Regions from separate parts of the Zea mays genome. Here region 2 is linked to region 1. Evidence: chromatin contacts called from public Hi-C data. All regions are on one chromosome and are shown on one strand. Each heading gives the region's core, a stretch centred on a gene start, on an enhancer-like site or on the middle of the called end of the contact. The rest is flanking DNA. Distances are from core to core; before and after follow the strand shown.

Evidence for each region. A called contact is a pair of places that touch in the nucleus more often than the background predicts.
Region 2: a Hi-C map of leaf shows a contact between it and region 1, with 4 times the contacts expected there. The contact joins the promoter of LOC100282513 here to the promoter of LOC100304344 in region 1. A contact is called at or near these places in 2 of 25 Hi-C or Micro-C datasets (leaf and tassel).

The regions. Positions count from the first base shown.
Region 1 is chr6:29,780,966-29,788,272 of Zm-B73-REFERENCE-NAM-5.0, reverse strand. LOC100304344 reads left to right here and starts at 3,049. Exons shown (of 4, transcript NM_001165782.1): 1 at 3,049-3,249; 2 at 3,860-3,965; 3 at 4,071-4,121; 4 at 4,597-5,061. The coding sequence starts at 3,131. The coding sequence ends at 4,088.
Region 2 is chr6:29,944,539-29,951,845 of Zm-B73-REFERENCE-NAM-5.0, reverse strand. LOC100282513 (40S ribosomal protein S29-like) reads left to right here and starts at 4,169. Exons shown (of 3, transcript NM_001159462.2): 1 at 4,169-4,272; 2 at 4,677-4,776; 3 at 5,397-5,621. The coding sequence starts at 4,211. The coding sequence ends at 5,405. It overlaps LOC103630926 (a long non-coding RNA gene), which reads right to left and starts at 3,960. Exons shown (of 4, transcript XR_002262999.2): 1 at 3,852-3,960; 2 at 3,497-3,727; 3 at 1-8.

The DNA of each region.
Region 1 (7,307 bases), core at 1,800-4,299:
GTTCGCTCGAGAATGCAGTGAAAAAGCTTCGGCTATGGTTAAAATTTTCAACAGCACAACAGTGCAATGACAATGAATGTTGTGGTAACTTCACACCTACCCGTCTGTTTATATAGTGCCGTAGGTGGGAAGGTGAACCGACAAATCGCCCGCACCCGCTGAACAGTTACCCACACCCGCTGAACGGTGGGCCACTCGGCGTCTGGGAAGAGAATCATCAAACCGTTTGTACCCGCTACGTGGTGGGCCACTCGCGCTTGAAATATTTTAATCGTTTCTCGGCAACGAGCTCAGGGAAGGTGTTTTTCGGACCTTCGGCATTCCAAAGCCTTGGAGATTTTTCACGGATCAAGCTCGTTACGAAAAACGATCTAGCACCGCGAAGGGGCTACTGTTGGGGGTCTGCTTCATCGCCGAAGGTCCTTTAAGCAGAAACACCTTCGGAAGATCAGCACATAAGCAAATACAGCGCGAAGGTACACGCCGAAGCTACGATCCAGGGAGCTTCGGCATATCGACATGCCTTGAGACGAAGGGCTGCACCGACTTAAAGAGGAAAAGACCGATCCGTCCATGATGATTTGTGTCATGATTGTAACTATAGTCATCAAGGACATAAATGTAATTCTGACCGGGCTGTGTCCCGTGCCTATAAATAGGTGAACAGTACCCCGTACTGTTCACGCTGGATTGTATTCGCTCGTGTATCACGCGTGGACTTTTGCCTTCTGTCGAGCCGAAGGTACAAACGTAATTCAATATTGTTCACGTTCATTCATGATGATATAATTAAGATATATTGATGATGTCATATGATTATTCATGTTATCTCTCATGTTTCATATGCTTCTTCTTTCATTAATACATACTGCGATGATGAAGGTACGTCCTTCATGACCTTCGTCCGAAGATCATTATATCCTAATGGAGATAATGCTTCGAAAGACGAAGGGCATTAACCATTAACCTCTTTTTGTGTTGCCTTGTTCTTAACTCATAGCATTTGAGAACAAGTCCCCAACAGCAGGGGATGTTGAAATCGTTGGGCCCACACCAAGAAACTCAATGTACTATGGTGGCTAAGATATTCTCAAAATATGTTGAGGCCAAGGAGTGAGAACGAATGAAGCAACTTAACGGTCATGCAGTTATTTGCTCCCACACGGAGATTGAAGCGGTAAAAAGGTCACCTACGGTTTTCAAAGCAGTGGACGATGAAAAAAGTTGGAAATTTGGTTGTCTCTTCGGTGATGAAGAAAATGGATGGAGGGAGTAATATGAAAGTGTATTGGTTTTAGACCGATGACAGTCGTTCCCCTCCCTCCATTCGGATGATGGTACGCTTGCCTTTACCAGGCACCCATGGGCGGAGCCAGGGGGCCATGGCCCCTCCGAAGGCTAAGACACAAACAAGAGAATTATATATAGTCTAAATTCTGTGTATCTAAGTATAAATATTCTAAATTTTGTGCAGCACAATTAATGAAAGGTTTAATATAGTGGTTGGTAATATATGATCCATAACTCTGTTGTAGTATATGCCAACCAAAGTCTAAAAGAGATAAAGAATATAAGATAAAATATTCGTTGAATGACCAATCGATGCATGAAACGCCAAAGCTAATTCGCTTGTAGACAATGGTATCTGAACCTCACTTGACTTGCCTCTGCCGATTGCCGCTAACCACTTGACTTGCCTCTGCCATAGTCCGACAACCAAAGTCCAACAAAGGTGATCACACGAAGCAGCAGACTGAGCGCCAACAACTTATATACATACTACACTAGATCTTGTGGATAATAAAATCAACAAATTTCAACTAAAGTTGTCACCTGATAGTTGGTGTGTACACGACAAATTTGACATGTACCTGCATAGTTGACGAATTTTCATGGATCCTCGAGGCTAGTTAGATTTTTGAATTCTCTCACAAATTTGTTAGATGACTCATGAATACTAGAGTCATTATATAAAAGTTGAATCTCATCAGTCGGATATTCATCGTTATGTCATCTTTATTGTTTTGGTATTATTCTTGTGTCACAATTTTAGTTCAATATATCAATTAGTTAGAAAATGGACTCATGAACTAAGATAATTTATAAAGATCTAGAATTCTTATTCCATATCGAGTGCTCAAACTTGATGATATATACAATATTTTTATCATATAATATTAATGAATTGATTGGTTCCCTTATATCGTAATTCTGGCTCCGCCCCTGGGCACCCTTTGTCGCAGCGAGCTTCTCTCTCCCTTCATTGTTGTCGTGCCCCCTAAATATTGTGTAGTCCTCGGTTTTTGTGGCCGCGAGTAATTGCTAGTTGAGGAAAAATTGATAATGAGTGATAAGTATGTATAGAGAATAATATTTTATAGTTGTGGTGGGTATATGGGAAAATTTAGAGAAAATCTTTGCGGGAGAGGAAAAAATAGAGGATGAAATTTTGTCGAGACGATGTAAAAGTGAGATATATAGAGAGAGATTTAGAGATACAACTGGAGACGTGTGTTTGGTGTAGCATGTCAATATACTAGGTTTATGACTTCTATGTATTGAAGCTATTACATAAGAAGCTTTTCCATCTGGCAACGACTGTTATGCAAGCAGTTCTTCTATGGAAGCGTGCAAGCAAACCATCAGATCCATTAGATCGTGATCTAACCGCAGTTCACATTTAACATTTAAATCCTTCACCACCAGCTCAATAATCTTTATAAAAAAACCTCTAACAAACTATAGTTGTATCTATGATTGGATCGTAATTTAATGGATCAGATGGTTTGCTGACACATTTGTACAGAGCAGTCGTTGCCTTTCCATCTAGACGGCATGAGCATGTCGTGTTTGTCGTTGAAAGGAGTGACGTTTGTTTTGTGAATAATCCGTTTTATTATCTCCGTTTCGAACTGAAAAAACAAACATGCCGTTTCAAGCCAAATTAACCGCCTATTGTGTGACGGGCCCACGCGGCTTCCAGGAACCTCGAAGGGCCCTCCCTCCTCCTTTTTGGGTTTGGGTTTGCGGCAACGCCCGTGCGCGCATCGACCTCTGATTCCTTCGCATATCCCCAAAGCAAGCTCGAGTGAAGAAACTCACGAAATCTGAAGCCAGCTGAGAGAGGCGGATGGGGCAGTGCCCGTGTTTCGGGTCCGCGAAGGCGGCGGAGCAGGAGCGGCGGGCGGAGGCGGACCGGCGCGAGTCGCAGGATGCTCGCGCCAAGGCCGCCGAGGCCGCGCAGAGGAGGTAAGGTAACCGTCTCAAAGTCCCAACCATCACCCCGGGCCGGCCGCGCAGGATTAGTTAGATCATCATCATGGCAGCGTTCCTCCCGTTGGTTATTGGGCACGACTAGTTCCCTTCCATAGGTTGGTTGACTTGGTTCTAGGTTGATCCGCAGGACGCGCTCGGGTTGAGGGTTTATCGGATTTCGGGATTTGATCGGGCACCCCCAACTCCAATACGTTGGATTGAGGGGCCCTTCGATCGAATCAGATTGTGATGGCCGCCTTCCTCCTTCTCGAATCGAATTGAATCGAGCTCGGCTGTTGTAGAGGTGCCACTGTGGTAGCCTAGATCCTGCTCGTACCTCTTGTTCAGTCGGCACCAATTGCCATTGATTTTGGCTTGGATAGGGAATCAATCCACCAATCCTGGCTCAGGTGTCACTGAGAGGAATCATTATGACCCTTAAAAGTTAAATCATCACTACCACAATCGGAAAGCTCAGAACTTTAGGAGAAAGACTTTTGTTTGTGAAGATTCCTATTCCGTTTTTTGTTTGATTATACTGTAGATTATTTGATCTGAAGTAGTTTTTTCCTATTTGTGACCTTATTTTTTTTTCAACCTTCAGACAGCAGGACTATGAGAAATCGGCAGCTGGAAGGGCAGCCAAAGCACAAATGAAAGCAATGAAGGAATCAAAGGCATCAAACCAAGGTGGAGAGCCGGTTCTTAAGGTATCGTTATCTCCACTGACTAGGTTGGAGTGAATTTAAGACCTTGCAGAACTTTCCTTTCTTTATGTTGCAAGCATTAATCGTCTAATCTTTTGACTGATACAGTGGCAGATGGGATCATGAGTTTCGTTTCTGTTGATTTGCATCCCTCCGCTTGTAAGTATGAACAATCATACTCATCTGCTTCATTTGCATGCTGTCTCTGGTAGACTGGTATCTTATGTGAACCTGTCTGAGGCAAAATTGTGTATCTAAGCATGTGTTTTCGTTCTTCTTAATTTACTTGTATTGGGCATGCTGAAATGGAGTATTAAAAGGCAAGTACTTGATATACAGAATATACAAAAGGCAAAGTTATCATGTGTGTTCGAATTTCAGATCATTTATAGCTGAATTCATGGCTTAATCTAAGGATGATGGAATATTAGTGCCTCTGTTATTCGTTTACTTTCTCTCTCATGATTAACAGATTGAAAATTTCCTAGTAGCCAAATACGGTTTGTTTGATGTTCGCATAGAGCTGCCGGATATCTTAGCTTATTAGCTAACTAGTCTTTTATTCTCTGCTCTATATTTTAAATGTGGTGTTAAACCTTGTCTCACTCGCATACTCTTCCTACCAATCTTGCAGACTTTTGATGGCCGACAGAAAATTGATTGCGACTAATTTCTGATAGGATGCACTGTGATTGTGTGATTATGCCAGTGAAGTGTACATCCGGTTTACCATCTGCTATGCTGTACATGCTATCCCATAGACTGCCCAACTTCCCAGTTAAAAGTCACAAGTTTGTGTTTGTAAGTGAACAAAATATATATTTTATGAACACATGTAGTCTCGTAGCATTTGCATGGAGGCTTTTACCCCACTTCATAGTATTTTTCAAAGCCATGTTTCATAGTGCGACTACAGTACTGAATTCTGCTGCAGCCTTCTTTTTTTCCCTTCACATCATCAAGCATCCCCATGGAGATTCTCATATGTACCATGTTCTGTTAGCTGATAGCTTATCAAGCTTTGGTATATGAAATGCTGAACACTCGTTGCACTTTACATGGATTGTTTTAATTTGAGTGTTACTCCATAGTTCCTGAGAATTCATGGACCAAGTTTGTGTCATTGAACGTTCACGTGGATATCAAATCGTCTCCATTTTGCTTGGCCCCTGAGGTATGGAACAACCAGTTTTTAGTCCCTCAATATTATTCCATTTTAGTCCCTAATTACTAAATATGGAAACTAAAATAGAGTTTTAGTTTTCGTATTTAGTAATTTAAGGACTAAAATGGAATAAAATAGAGAGACTAAAAATTAGTCCCTAGAAACCAAACACCCCTAAATCTGTGTTTTTTTTGGAAATTGGAGCCTGATAAGTAAAAGGAAGGATATGCTCCTGTTGAGCACCGTTTTGAGCACGGCGGACGGTCCGGCCCTGAGGCCGGACGGTCCGCGCATGCGCAGAGCAGTTTAGGGTTCCGAGTTTTGTGCTATGTTTGTTGGCTAGATTTGCGGAATTAGCTCGGAATCCAGTCGTGTAAAGGGTCCAGCTCCCTCCTCTATAAAAAGAGAGGTCTACGGCCGATTTGGAATAATCAATCGAATCAATACAACTTCTATTTCGCATTTTATCCTAGGAGTAGTTCTAGTCTAGTTTAGGTTTAGCCTCTCGATCCCCAAATTCTCCGCCTCTCATCGACTCTACGTCGATTAGAGGAGTCTAGGTCGGCCTGCCCGAGCCTAGACAACTCCTAGGATCTCTCCTCCCCGACGGGGTCCCTCCCGGGAGCGAGATCCAGGCGCCGCCGGCGATCTTACGCCGCCCCTGCGCACGCGCGGACCGTCCGGCCGTCAGGCAGGGAACACTAGCCCCTGGGCCAGGTCGCGGACCGTCCGGCCCCTGCGCGCGGACCGTTCGCCCCTGACAAGAGAGCACCGCCGCCTCACGCCAGGTCGCAGACCGTCCGGCCCTGTGCCGCGGACCGTCTGCGCCTGACCAGAGAGCACCGCCGCCGGTTCTTCTTGAGTATTTGGCGCTCCGAAAAGGCGTTAACATACTTTTTGGCGACTCCGCTGGGGACAACATATTTAGACCTATCAAATCGGCCCTCAATGGCCGGTTCAAGGGATAGCTCTGATATTTCCCCAAGCAACATCATAGAGCCGACTTGGGATACATTGTCGGTTGACGAACAGCTCCAGTTCGAGGAGCACAAGGAGCAGATGATCCAGGAGGCGAAAGCGAGGTTCTTGGCCAACTTCAAAGTGGACAGGAACAATAAGGTCGTCCGACATCGAGCAACAGATCCGGCTTCACTGCGACCCACGCCAGACATCCCCAATGTAAGTAATACAAACGAGCTGCAATCTCTTAAGAATTATGTAGATGAACAGCGTGAACAAATGCAAAATATCATAGGGGATATGCAAAACGACTATAGGAGATTAGCGCGTGCATTTGACAAATCTAGCATAGCAAATTTTCCATCACACGAGGTAGAATTAGGGGGTAACACGCGTAATACATCGGCTGTAGGTTGTCACGACCAGTCACAACCCCTTTATGGGATGCCGATGGACACGTACCCTGAGCAATCGCAAATCGGCAGCAAAACAGCCGATCTGCACATGCCCGGACCGTCCGCACGTGAGCGCGGACCGTCCGGGCCAGCCACGGCCGGACCTATTTTTAATGAAGTACCCAGACACGCACCCGAGTCACCACATATGACACAGAACTCAAACTACCCAGTCGGACGGTCCGCATACAACGACGGACGGTCCGCATATAACCACGGACGGTCCGGGTACGTATCCGGACAGTCCGCGCATGAGTCTTTTGAGGAGGATTATTACCTGAATCCTCGCCCGTCCCAGCAACACTTCCCATCACACTATGCAATGCACCAGCCCATTAATTCAGGATCCAGAGCCCAGGAAAGCTTTCCGGCCCCACCGAGAAGGCCGGAAAGAAACGATCAAACCTATGAGCCATATAGGGCAAATGAAAATGCACCACGTAGCTCAAACCAATGGGGGGAACGACAACATACTAACATGCAACCAACCCTACCTATGTTTGACCAGAGAGCCGGTGGTCTTGCACCGGCTGCCATTGATATAGTGAGGGAAGAAATAGCCGGGGCGTTCCGAGATAAGCTCGGAGTAAGCATGGTCCCTGGGGGGCAATCATATTGGAAACCTTATGACAGCTGATTTGATCACCACCCATACCCACAGGGAACTAGAATACCCGAATTCGCAAAATTTTCGGGTGACCAAGGGAAAAACACGCGCGAACATATAGGCCAGTTCTTAGCGCAATTGGGAGAATTGGCCGACAC
Region 2 (7,307 bases), core at 2,920-5,419, 160 kb before region 1:
CATGACATCTGCATGAAAAAAAATACCCTCATGAGAAAAATCACATTAATACTAAGTACATTGTACTCAACGTTTATAAATCTGTGGTGCCACTAGGGGCTCATGCACTCAATCTGGACTGCATGAGCCAACTTTCAGCACACGAAAATGTTGACACCACATGCTACTGCCTTTATGCGGCAATTCATCTCAATGGAATTAGTGCCATGATCACAGGAGTCAGGGTCAATGGATCATTCATAGCCCAAGAAAGTCATTCCAAATTATGGGTCACGGTTGAGTAGGGCCAGATTTTTGCTTGGCTAGGGCTCTGCTGATACAGGGACATATCATAGATTGAATAGGTCGTATTGAGGAACAGGGGAGGGGGAGATGATGGAGGTTTGTCATTGCTGGGAAGTGGGCGGCAGCCGGCATTGAAGATGATTTCCTGCCACTGGAGGACAGAACCATGCAGCATGGGGAGCAGCAGCAGACAACGAAAAATTAAGCAAATCTCCAATAAAAATGAGAGAGGATCTTGAAAGAAGAAGAAAGGGAGAGAAGGCGGCTGCATGAACTAGTCCTCAGACTAGAAGAGGGTTACCCTAGGGCATCCTAATGTGGGTAGCATGCAGGGATGGGCAAGCATACGCCAACCCATTTTTTTCCTTTACTTCTTATTTTGTTGCCTTTATTACTTCGTATTGATCTTCTATAACTAGCTTGTTCATCGACCTCGATTAACTAGGGTCACATGTTCCAAACAACCATCCGACCCACACTTTTAGACATCGGCAACCAGCGCCCCTCGATCCTGACTCGCAAGTAACAACCCATGACCAGATTTTTCTGGTGGCTGTGGTTAGTGAACAAGTATACAAGTAGTTGATATACAATGAAGCCCGGGAGATGTCAACATCATGTTTGACAGGCTTTCGAGTGTACACTTAACACACATTTTGAGGGAAACAATACAAGTTTATATGTTTTTTAGAAATCAAGACACTGTGCCCAAATGTGATACATTTTACACATGCCATCCATGCACACACAACATAAAACTTTTACATTATTGTGATGAGTGAGCCATGGATCAGTGCATCACCATCTGAGATCTCACTTGTCACTAGATGTTTCAGCACTTCAAATAAGAAACATATTTTTTTAGAAAAGCAATATACCGTGCCCAAATGGGATACATTTTACACATGCCATCCATGCACACACAACGTACAACTTTTACATTATTGCGATGAGTGAACCATGGATCACAGGATCAGTGCATCACCATCTCAGATCTCACTAGTCACTAGGTGTTTCAGCACTTCAAGTAAGGAACATATTTTTTTTAGAAAAGCAAAATGTCCAAATGGGATACGTTTTACACATGCCATCCATGCACAAACAACATACAAACTTTTTCATTATCGTGATGAGTGAACCATGGATCAATGCATCACCATCTCAGATCTCACTAGTCAATAGATGTTTCGGCACTTGAAATAAGGAACAAGTCTTCAGGCAGATGCCAGTTCAACCAAATTATTGTGTTAATGAAAAAATATGTATCTCAAAAATCAATGAACCTAATACCCTAACCATCTCCAAACAATTGGAGCATTGGTGGTGTATCAAAGAAATTTTTTTCAAGGGCCATAACACATGGCTCATTATGAGACAATGCAGCGCATACAGTGCAAAATAATGGAAGAAAACAAATTCTTCAACCAGAACTCAAATAAAGGAATGAAAAATTCTTGAACTGAAGCTCATGTTAATCAATTCCAATCAATATTAAAATGCTACATTTTAAATTCAAGAATAGATGAACAATTATATCTACATCTTACATATAGAGTATAACAATATTTTCACTCACCATTGGCTTGCCAGATACGCTCGAAAGGTTAGGTGCACTTACATTGCACCCTACTGGTATGCAAGTTATGGCAAGAAATCTTACGGCAAAATGTGTAGGGGTTGGGGCCATGGAGTGGGGTGGGGTGTGTGTGTGTGGGGGTGAGGGGGGCAGAGAAGAAGAATATGAACCCTCTTCAGCAACCTCTTGACAGGTTTATTGGTTCTCAACCAAGACTTAGTTATTAATATGAACTCAAACTGACCATTAGTGAGCAAGGCAATTAATCAGCAGAAGGATAACCTAAAGCAAAGTCGCCATCACCAATCCCTTAGGTTATCTCCAGCAGCTTACCCATCCCCATATCCATACTCCGCTCTGCGAACAGTGCAGTCTATGGTGCAAAGCAGTGTTTTTTGGGTTACCATATAGGTGAACTGCTGAAGACGGTCTTAGTGACACAAAGTGCATTCTCATGAATGGAGCAAGTAATGCAGATTCCCTCACTGAAAGCATTGCAAGAGAAGAATATGAACCCTCTTCAGCAACCTCTTGACAGGTTTATTGGTTCTCAACCAAGACTTAGTTATTAATATGAACTCAAACTGACCATTAGTGAGCAAGGCAATTAATCAGCAGAAGGATAACCTAAAGCAAAGTCGCCATCACCAATCCCTTAGGTTATCTCCAGCAGCTTACCCATCCCATATCCATACTCCGCTCTGCAAACAGTGCAGTCTATGGTGCAAAGCAGTGTTTTTTGTGTTACCATATAGGTGAACTGCTGAAGACGGTCTTAGTGACACAAAGTGCATTCTCATGAATAGAGCAAGTAATGCAGATTCCCTCGCTGAAAGCATTGCAAGAGAAGAATATGAACCCTCTTCAGCAACCTCTTGACAGGTTTATTGGTTCTCAATCAAGACTTAGTTATTAATATCAACTCAAACTGACCATTAGTGAGCAAGGCAATTAATCAGCAGAAGGATAACCTAAAGCAAAGTCGCCATCACCAATCCCTTAGGTTATCTCCAGCAACTTACCCATCCCCATATCCATACTCCGCTCTGCGAACAGTGCAGTCTATGGTGCAAAGCAGTGTTTTTTGGGTTACCATATAGGTGAACTGCTGAAAACGGTCTTAGTGACACAAAGTGCATTCCCATGAATGGAGCAAGTAATGCAGATTCTCTCACTGAAAGCATTGCAAGAGCTATGCAGAGGCTAAGCTATCCTGCTATCAATCTTGCAATTCGCAGAGCAATGCAATGAACACCAGTCCGAGCAGTGCACAGTTAATGGCTCGCCCCAGGTAGATCAACATCCAATCCCAGTGAATCACTGATCAACCCAATCGTGAAGACCTAAATTACCTAATGATTTTTATGAACATAACTGAACTACAATTTGTATCAGTTGATAACATAATACTTTTGGTTGAACCAAAGAAACAATCGATAGATTCTGAACATGCAATTGTGTGGCCACAACATTTTCAGTGACAATCCACAATCAGTAATCACCTTGTCAGCAACTAAAAAAACTTTGTTCTTCTACATGTTAAACTGATCATCTCAGTGTTGTTCCGGAAAATTGAACTGCGGGGAATTCCAAAGAATCTACAGAGAATTCGAGCAGGAAGGAGGTGCCCCGAACCTGGAGCACGGAGAGTCGGGCGGAGGCACGCGAGCAAGGTCATCAGCAATTCAGCACCAGCGGGCGGCATGGTGCCGAGGTGCGGGCAGCTGGTCCGCGCCTCTACCCACCCCGCCGCCGCGCCGTAAAGGTCACCCAAATCCAGTTTTCCGTCGGCCACCTCGACCCCGTCCTCATGTTGTTGGCTCCTTGGCTCCTCCCGTCGGCGCCGTCCTCCTCCCTCTCCTTCCCCTGGCAGAAACGCACGGACGCGACCGAGCGGATGTTAAAGAGAGAGAAAAAAGCAGCTACAACCTGGAGTGTGAGGTGTGCAGCGCTACGCGGAACGTTCGCACCATTTGGGACCACAACGTACCCTCACCGGCGACGGAGGACATCGTCGGAGACGAGGTGGAGGCGGTCGAAGGCAACAGCCAACAGGAGACGAATCAGAATCAACCAACGGAGCCGTCGAGCCTGGGGAGTGGGGAGAGACTTGGACTAAACCGCAGACACATATGGCCCATGTGGCCCAGAAGGTTCATTTCAGCCCAATTACAGGACTATGGAACTACGGGCCATTTGGCCCAATCGGGTCTGCTCCTGGCTTAGGGTTTCGCTCGCTGCGTCAGCTATATATTCCGCTTCTCCCAACGGCGCCGCTACTCAGTGCTCACCGAACTCCATCTATCTCTTCCCCACGAACGCTTGCGGCGGCGGCGGAATTAGGAGGCGATGGGGCACTCCAACGTCTGGAACTCGCACCCCAAGAACTACGGGCCCGGATCCCGCGTCTGGTACGTGTGTTCCATTTACCGGCACATATTTTTTTTGATGCGTTTAATCGAATTTATAGATGTAGGAGTTTCTTTTTATTTTTTGCTCTGTGTGGATTTAGGTTCCTCCGTCGATCGGTGATAGTTATGGACTAGATTTTGGATCGATGTGATTCGAGTTTGTGTAGTGTATTCGAGGGTTCCTTAGTTACGTTAATTGATTATTGCGGTTTACTATAGCCAATTTTATGGATCGTTTGCCCAGGTTACAGACAGTTTGATTCTGGACTTGTCTGTGTTCATTGTTGTCATGTATGGCACACAAGTATAAGTTCCAACAATTCAGCTAAGCACTATTATTTAGTCTGCAGTGGTATGCTCCTTATTGTGGCGTTGTACTTAGCGGAACTTGTTCACTTTGACAGCCGTGTCTGTGCGAACCCTCATGGACTGATCAGGAAGTACGGGCTGATGTGCTGCAGGCAGTGCTTCCGCAGCAATGCCAAGGACATTGGCTTCATCAAGGTATGCAATATAAGCTTCAAACTCCTGTGTGAATGATGCTTAGCATCATTAATGCTTTATGATTTTGTATTGGATATTTAGTCTGAAAAGTTGCTATCAAAAAACACGACAAGAAAAAAGTGAAAGACCGATAAATCCATTAGTTAATATTTGTGAAATAGCTCCATTTAGACACTATTCTGCTTTTAGTTAGCCTCCATCGTAAACATGGAAAAGGCTCCAAGATTCTATGATGTAAAGTGTCTGATACTTATCTGTTGTTTTATCATCTTTAATTCTTTAATGAATTAGTTACTGCCAGCTTTTAGGCGACATCTTGCAGTTTAGGGCATTCCTATGTATTTAGACTGTTTCTTTGGCACTTTGTTCCCTTTCTTGCAAGTGCAGCTGTGGTATTTTGTTGAAACATGCCCTACACTTTGCTGGTAGTCTTTTTTTATTCAAAGAATGAATTGTGGTTACATGTTTTTCATGTTGACATGAAAACATTAATGTATGGCTATGGCACATAAAGTGCCTACAATTATTTTGCTGCCCATGGCAATATTTTTGAAATTTCTCCAATTTGGTTGACTTACTATTGCTCTTTAACCAATGCAATGCCTATATTTTTGTTGCAGTACCGCTGAAATCAGGTGGGAATGGACCATGTGGTAGAGGCGAGGCTGTAGTTTTATTTCCAGTAATTTAGATGTTTTGTTCAGAAGTCTGCTAGTAAAGACTGCTACGTTTATGATGAAGAACTTAGCCATGTTGGTCATATTGATCATGAGTTACCTATGTTGAGCTTAAACTATCTTGTGTCCAACCATCGCTGGGTAGTATGATTACTGTAATGTAGGGTGGTTAAGGTCGCAAACTAATACTTATATTGCATGTGTCGAAGATCCATTCCAATTGTACTTCTAGCGCACTATTTGTGAAATGTTGCTGGGCCTGTACGGCATTGACATTAGGTATCACACCAAAGGATTAATCTGTTCCATTGAACAATCCTGCCCTGCATTGTTATCCGATGGATGCTGAATAGGAGTCGGTCTTCTAGACATTCGAATTGTAGGCCAAATTTAATATTTTACAATAAATATATCTTAAAACAAGTATGCATAGAATTTGTGCTAATTTTTTGTTATGTTGTCGAGTATGTTGTAAAAAACAATAATATACTACCTACAAATATATGAACATTTTTTAAAAAAAACTTTGGCCACTTGTCTAGTTCAAAGATATTTATTGAAAAATGTAAAATTTTAAATCAAGCACAAACTACCTTAAGTGATAAAATAATAAGATGTGTAAACAAATCATAAAATAAATAATAACTCATTATTTTCTAAATAAGATGAGTGGTCAAAGTTTTTTTAAAAAAGTCAACTGTCATTATTATTATTAATAGGAAAGTATTTTTTATGTATTATTTGTTCCCTAAAAATAAGAGATGAAAAGCATTTAAATCCACATCTGCATTCGAATTTTATATCTATGATTTAAGAATATATGACAAATTTGTTGTTTGATTTTTTATGAATCTTAAGTGTAATGCTAAAAAATACATATTTATATTTGTATAGTAGATTATGTATCATATTTATTTGTAATCTAAAAGGAAAATAAAAAAATAATATTTGAACAAGTGTCGGGATTCATTCCTAGTTCCAGCATTCTTACTGAATGTTTTGAATGTCACTTTTAGATAAGAAGTTCGATGAACCTTCAATTTAGTTTTAAGCATACTTAAGACATTTACATGTGGTATATTTGACCTTTTCATGGCGACTATCATCTCACATACCGTAGTAATCTTGTGTGTGCATATCTGTTTTGTCATCGTTGGTGATCTAGTTAGGACATTGTTATTGTTGAGGATGACCTTTTAAAAAAAATGTGACCTACATCCTTTGTGCTCATCGCGCATACCAGTTTTGCCATGAGTGAGTTTTCCACAAATGAGCATTGTCCACCATTTCTTTTCATATTCATTCAAAAATATTCTAGTACTTTAATTATACCGACGGATCTTATTATGTGCTAAATACATGACGACTTTAGAATAATTGCTCGTTCGAATCACTTACCAGTTTTCAAATAACCGGCGAATCACATTAACTCGAAGTCACCAAAGAAACTCAAGGGTTGTCGTTGTGAGAGTTGCCGAACAGGGATGTAAAAGTTCCATTTGCTCGCGAACAAGATCTAGATGTCATCTAGAGTGGGGTGAATAGAAGAATAAAAAATAACACTTAAAAACTAGAAATTCTTACTCTACTCGATGACTAGATCATAGTGGAACGAAAGACATTTCAAGTAGGTCGCAGCGGAATTGAAATTCCTGTCTCAAAATACCCTGCACTTCAAAGACAACTTGTATCATAGATGTAATACTCAAAATTGTATACAAGGAGTATATAGAGGTCTTCTCATTTTGTGTGCCATATTTGCATCATAAAAAAAAGCATACATATAATTAAGAGTGATTAATTAAAACAAATGATATTAAAATAAAATAAAGTGCATCTTGTTGGAGTTTTGTA